Regions from separate parts of the Sus scrofa genome. Here region 2 is linked to region 1. The links are chromatin contacts, called in public HiChIP or PLAC-seq maps. All regions are on one chromosome and are shown on one strand. Each heading gives the region's core, a stretch centred on a gene start, on an enhancer-like site or on the middle of the called end of the contact. The rest is flanking DNA. Distances are from core to core; before and after follow the strand shown.

What was found. HiChIP or PLAC-seq counts read pairs in DNA pulled down with a chosen protein or histone mark.
Region 2: a contact with region 1 is called in an H3K27ac HiChIP or PLAC-seq map of alveolar macrophages. The contact joins two enhancer-like sites. A contact is called at or near these places in 2 of 47 Hi-C or Micro-C datasets (embryonic fibroblasts and liver) and 1 of 2 datasets of contacts at active chromatin or transcription factors (alveolar macrophages).

The regions. Positions count from the first base shown.
Region 1 is chr13:79,558,133-79,561,323 of Sscrofa11.1, forward strand. All of the region lies in intron 3 of PIK3CB (phosphatidylinositol 4,5-bisphosphate 3-kinase catalytic subunit beta isoform), which reads right to left. Among named protein-coding and RNA genes, the nearest start is that of PIK3CB, 51 kb to the right of the region's middle. Within about 2 kb of position 1,474, at least 2 of the 83 cell types and tissues checked have an H3K27ac peak or open chromatin away from gene starts, as enhancers often do. A contact at or near this core is called in alveolar macrophages, where this site is marked.
Region 2 is chr13:79,658,747-79,661,937 of Sscrofa11.1, forward strand. No RefSeq gene overlaps it. Among named protein-coding and RNA genes, the nearest start is that of FOXL2, 49 kb to the right of the region's middle. Within about 2 kb of position 1,530, at least 5 of the 83 cell types and tissues checked have an H3K27ac peak or open chromatin away from gene starts, as enhancers often do. A contact at or near this core is called in alveolar macrophages, where this site is marked.

The DNA of each region.
Region 1 (3,191 bases), core at 224-2,723:
AGTGCCTGCTACAGGACCTCAGAAACTATTTACTGAATGAAATAAAGTGAATAAATAAACTCTTACATTACAAAGCTAAGCTACTAGTGGAAAATAAGATTAAAGTTTAAAATCAGGCTGGTGCTTCCTTACGTTCCCTAGACCTCCTTCAGAGCTGCTTTTTTTTTTTTTTTTTTTTGCTTTTTAGGGCCACACCTGCGGCATATGGAGGTTCCCAGGCTAGGGGTCAAGTTGGAGCTACAGCTATGGCCTATGCCACAGCAACATGAATCCCAGCCACGTCTTCATCCTACAACATAGCTCATGGCCACCTGGATCCTAAACCCACTGATTGAGGCCAGGGATCAAATCCGTATCCTCCTGGATCCTAGTCGAGTTTGTTAACTGCTGAGTCCCAATCCTTCATAGCTTTAAAGACAATCTCTTGGCTGCTCAGGAACAACAGAAAGACAATTCCAGAGTTGCTTTAAAACCTTTGCCCAGGAGTTCCCGTCGTGGCGCAGTGGTTAGCGAATCCGACTAGGAACCATGAGGTTTCGGGTTTGGTCCCTGCCCTTGCTCAGTGGGTTAACGATCCGGCGTTGCCGTGAGCTGTGGTGTAGGTTGCAGACACGGCTCGGATCCCGCGTTGCTGTGGCTCTGGCGAAGGCTGGTGCCTACAGCTCCGCTTAGACCCCTAGCCTGGGAACCTCCATGTGCCGCGGGAGCGGCCCAAGAAATAGCAACAACAACAACAAAAGAAAAAAGACAAAAAGACAAAAAGACAAAAAAAAAAAAAAAAAAAAAAAAACCTTTGCCCAGGAGTTCCCGTCGTGGCGCAGTGGTTAATGAATCCAACTAGGAACCATGAGGTTGCGGGTTCAGTCCCTGCCCTTGCTCAGTGGGTTAACGATCCGGTGTTGCCGTGAGCTGTGGTGTAGGTTGCAGATGCGGCTCGGATCCTGTGTTGCTGTGGCTCTGGCGTAGGCCAGAGGCTACAGCTCCGATTCGACCCCTAGCATGGGAACCTCCATATGCCGCGGGAGCGGCCCAAGAAATAGCAAAAAGACCAAAAAAAAAAAAAAAACCTTTGCCCACAAAAACAGTAGATCTGTAGTCATCAGCTGTATATAATAATCTCCATTCATTAATAATTCTTAAAACTCTGAATATGATAATCTCCATTCATTAATAATTCTTAAAACTCTGAATAAAAAATTTAGATCCTTCTTTGAAGTAACATAAATGATTTTATATTTCAATTTTTACCGTTTTATTTTAAAAATTACACTTAAACTGCACTATGTATAGTCCATAAAACCAGCTCATCCTCCACATAAACAAAACATGATATTTAATAACATATGTAACTGTTTAGAAGCTCTTATATTGGAAAACTGTATTGAAATCAACAAGGCAGCCATTTACACTGCCTTTTATATACTACTTCCTCTGTCATGTGGCAGTCAAAAGGCTTAGTGAGACACTTGCAGCAAAGAAAACAGTTTTGAAAGGTCATGCTACACAGATAGCCAGGATTTCTTTCACAATATCCTTACTGTCTATATGACAATCTAACCACAGTTATTTTCTGAGTAAAAGCAAAAAGCATGTTATCAAAGGACCAGAAACAGCAGGCACTCAACAATATCATCTTTATGAATATTTTTCTAATGCATAAACATTCAGGGCTTATTAAAGAAAAGAATACCAAAGTGAAGACAAAAAACTGGAGAAAGAGGAACAGTGAAAACTGGAAGACAAGTTTAAGCCACTCAGTTTATTCATAATGTTCATACACGATAAGAAGCTTCTTTTTTTTTTTTTTTCTTTTTTTTCTTTGGCCGCACCCACAGCATATGAAAGTTACCAGCGCAGGGGCTGAATCCTAGCTGTAGCAACCCATGCCACACCTGTGGCAACACTGGATCCTTAACCCAATGTGCCACAGCAGGAACTCCAAGAAGCTTCTAAAGTAAACTTTTTCAAATTGAAACATGTGACTTAGCAAGGAAAATTAAATATTAATTATAATATTAATATAATATTATATATTATATAAATATTAATTATATTAATTATAATATTGAAGCCAATGAATATGATCTACTTCAAAATTTCCAAATCTTAATGGCAATTGCAAATAAGGTACAAAGCTTCAAAAACCTTTCTACAGGAGCTGTAATCCCATCAGCATCCTCCCCCTTAACAACTTTTACTGGTCTATTATCCATCTGATAAAGGGATGGCTTTACCTAACTGTTACTTGGACAATACGTCAGTCAACAGCAAGATGACAATCTGTCCAACTCCTTATAAATTTCCAATTTCCAAGTGTATCTTTTGGGGAAAAAAGGCAGTCTAACTCAATCACCTCTCCAACTCCAGGAGATAATAGTTATGCACAGCAATGAAAACATACAGCTTTCTCCTAAACCAAGTACTGGAAGTACTGAGTACATTAGACATCCACAGCCAAGTTACAGAGACATAAATTTTTGGCAACACATTCTTTTCAAGGTTGTGAGGATCTCTCACTGAAATTTAACTAGGAGACAACATTCTTTACCAGTTCTGACCTTATAGCAGAGCATGAGAATTTGTGTTATTTCTAAAACTACCAGAAGGAGTTCCCGTCGTGGTGCAGCAGAAACAAATCTGATTAGGAACCATGAGGTTTCGGGTTCCATCCCCGGCTTCGTTCAGTGGGTTGAGGATCGGGTGTTGCCATGAGCTGTGGTGTAGGTGTAGGTCGCAGACCCGGCTCGGATCTGGTGTTGCTGTGGCTGTGGTGTAGGCCAGTAGCTGTAGCTCCAATTACACACCTAGTCTGGGAACTTCCATATGCCAAGGGTGTAGCCCTAAAAAGACAAAAGGGGGAAAAAAAATACCAGAAAACAATCTACAATAAACATTCTTTTAAGGAAAGAATACACTTAAATCATCCTACTCCTCAGGACTTCTCTTGTGGTGTAGTGAGTTAAAGATCCAGCATTGCCACTGCAGTCATTAGGTCACTGCTGTAGCTCGGGTTCAGTCCCTGGGAACTTCATGTCGCAGCATGGCCAAAAAAAAAAAAATCCTACTGCTCAAGACTGAAGATACAATATAAACCAAATCCAGGCAAAGATGTAGAGAAATTGTAAGCCTTCTATATTACTCGTAGGAATGTGAAACGGTGCAACACTTGTGGAAGAGTATGGCAGTTCCTA
Region 2 (3,191 bases), core at 280-2,779, 100 kb after region 1:
AGGATCCGGCATTGTCACTGCAGTGGCTCAGGTTGCTGCTGTGGTGCGGGTTCAATTCCTGACTTGGGAATTTCCATATGCCACAGGTATGGCAAAAGAAAAAAAGAAAAGAAAAATCTTTAACCTGTTACACCACAGTGGAAATCCATTTGTGTCATATTTTAGATTCCGCGTATATGGTATTGTGTATTGTCTTTTATGACCCAGTCTAAGAAGAAGTCACATAGCATCACTTCTGTTGTACTTTATTAATTTTGCAAGTTGAAACCACTGTCCAAGTTCAAGTGGAGGAAATATGGACTCCACCACTGGAAGGAGGAGTGGCAGGGTTTTGCAACAACACACAGAAATAGAAATACTGCTTTTCTGGATGATTCTAGATAAGTCTGTTTGCCATAGCTACCTCCTCTGAGCAGCCTTCCCTGACAGCCCTTATACAAATTAGCTCCTCCTTCTCACCCCAAAGCCATTCTTTACTGTTTCAGTTTCTGGTTACTTCATAGCACATTAAGTTATCTTGTTGATTTATTTATTTGCTCACTTGCAGCCTATTTGAAGAACATAGTCCTCCAAGATCAGGAGACTTGCATGAAGGGAGGCCAGCTGGGCTGTTGTACTAAGCTCTAGCAGTTGCAATTGGAGAGGTGAAAGCTGTTTAGGGATGTGGAAAGTTGGAGACACTGCTGTTTGTTGATTGTCTGGTTGTGGAGCATGAGGGGAGAAGAGAGGATACTGGGTTGCTGGTCCATCTCAGAGCAAGGACTAACATGGGCCTGGGGATATGCATGGCTCGGAAGTGCCTGCCAAGGCCATGCTGTGCCCGGCACTGCTCGGGGGGAGGGGTAGGTGGTGTTACGTGGATGGAGAGTTAGATTGGATGCTCACCACTCTTCTCTCCTCTCCTTCCCAAGCTTCCAGGCACATATCCCATCTCTCTCTTTTTTTGGCTGCACCGATGGCATGTGGAAGTTCCCAGGCTAAGGATCAAACCCCAACCACAGCAGTGACCAGAGCCACCTCAGTGACAATGCTGGATCCTTAACATGTTGCACCACAAGAGAACTCCCATCTCCCAGCTCTCTTGCAGTTAGGTCAGGGCCCAGTGACATTACGGCCAAAGAAATGTAAGTGGCAGCTGAAGTGGGCCAGTTTCAGGTATGGTATTGTAAGCCATCCCATGTAATTCTCTCATGGCTCAGCAGGTTAGGGATCTGGTGTTGTCACTGCTGTGGCCCAGGTTTGATCCCTGGCCTGGGGAACTTCTGAATGCTGTGGAAAAAAAAAAAAAAAAAAAGACTTCCCACAAGATCCCGTAGTCTCCCTTTCCTTTCCTTCTAGGAGAGCCCGAACCACGGCAGTACCAGAGATGGGAGAGACCCGGGTCCCTGCATGACAGTGTAAAGAACTACTCTTTCACAACTTTTTTATTTCATGACCCAACGATTTTTTTTTTTCCATGTCCACAGCATGGGGAATTTCCTGGGCCAGGAATTGAACACAAGCCACAGCAGTGACAATCTGGAATCCTTAACCTCTAAGCCACCAGGGAACTCCTCATGACACAAAATTCCTGAAGAGACAGAACAGTTCTAGGATGTCCCCACATTCAGGATTTGTCTAAATGTTTCTTCATGTTTATTTAACTTCCTCCTCTATTCCTTATATTTCCTGCAACAGAAAGCCAATTCTGTAGCTTGATTCAATTCAGGTTAACCTTTCTTTGGGAAGAAGCATTTCAAAGGTGATGTTGTTCTTTATATTGCATCCTATCAGGAGGGCCATCAACACCCAGCTGTCCTCCTTTGGTGATGTTTTTTCTGTTTGAAGACTGAGTTCAGATGGGGGTTGCAGATTTCCCCATTGTAAAGACACTTCCCCCTTTTGCAATGAGTATGTAAACTATGGGGTAACCCTTGGTCACCATTCTGACATCCTGTTTCTGATCAACATTTCACCCAATATTTTTAGCATCCATTGTGGTTTCTTCCCTCAACAGTTTATATTTAGTATTTTTTCTGGCATTTATTGAGCAACTTACTATGTACCGGGCCCTCTTCTAAGGATTTTATCTGTATTTTTTTTCTTTAATCATCACAATAACCTTATAAGATAATTTTATTTTCTCCATTTTATAAATGAGGAAAAGGAGGCATAGAGAGGTATGTTAGTTTCCCATTGTCACTGTAACAAAATGTCAAAAATTCAGTGGCTTAAGACAACATGTATTTATTATCTTAGATTTCAACAGGTCAGAAGTTTGAAATGGGTATCAGGGGATAGAAATAGAGGTGTGGACAGGGCTATTTTCCTTCCAGAGGCTCTAGGGAAAAATCTGTTTCCGGGCTTGTCCAGCTTTTCGTGGCTGCTTGCATTCCTTGGCTCACGGTCCCCTTCCAGCTTCAAAGCCAGCAATGGTGGGTTGAGCTCTTCTCTCTCTCCCTTTTTTTTTTTTTTTTTTGTCTTTTTAGAGCTGCACCAGTGGCATATGGAAGTTCCCAGGCTAGGGGTCAAATTGGAGCTGCAGCTGCCAGCCTACACCATAGCCACAGCAATGAAGGATCCGAGCCTCATCTGTGACCTACACCACAGCTCACGGCAATGCCAGATCCTTAACCCAATGAGCAAGGCCAGGGATCGAACCCTCGTCTTCATTGATAGTAGTTGTTGGGTTCGTTAACCACTGAGCCTCGTGGGAACTCCAAGCTTTTCTCATATAGCATCACTCTGACCTTGTTTCTGTGGTCAATTCCCCTTCTCTGACTGACTGAATTTCTCTTCTGCATTCCTCATCCACTTTGAAGGACACTGTGAATTCACTGGGCTTATCAGGATAACCCAGAATGACCTCCCTGTCTTAAGGTCAGATGATCAGTCACCTTAAATTCCATCTGCAGAGTTCCCATCGTGGCTCAATGGAAATGAATCTGACTGGCATCCATGAGGATGCAGGATACAAAAAAAAAAAAAAAAAACTCCATCTGCAACTTTAATCCTCTTTTGCTCTGTAACCTAATACAGTCACGTTTTCTGGGGATTAGGATATGGACATCTTTGGAGGGGCTGTTATTCCTCCTACCACAAAAGATGAATACCCTGCTTATCACACAGCAAGTGAGCAGCAAAGCTGGTATCTGGGCTCCGGAAGCCTGGTTCCAGTGCCTACATCTTTGATCTCTATGTTATTCTTCCTC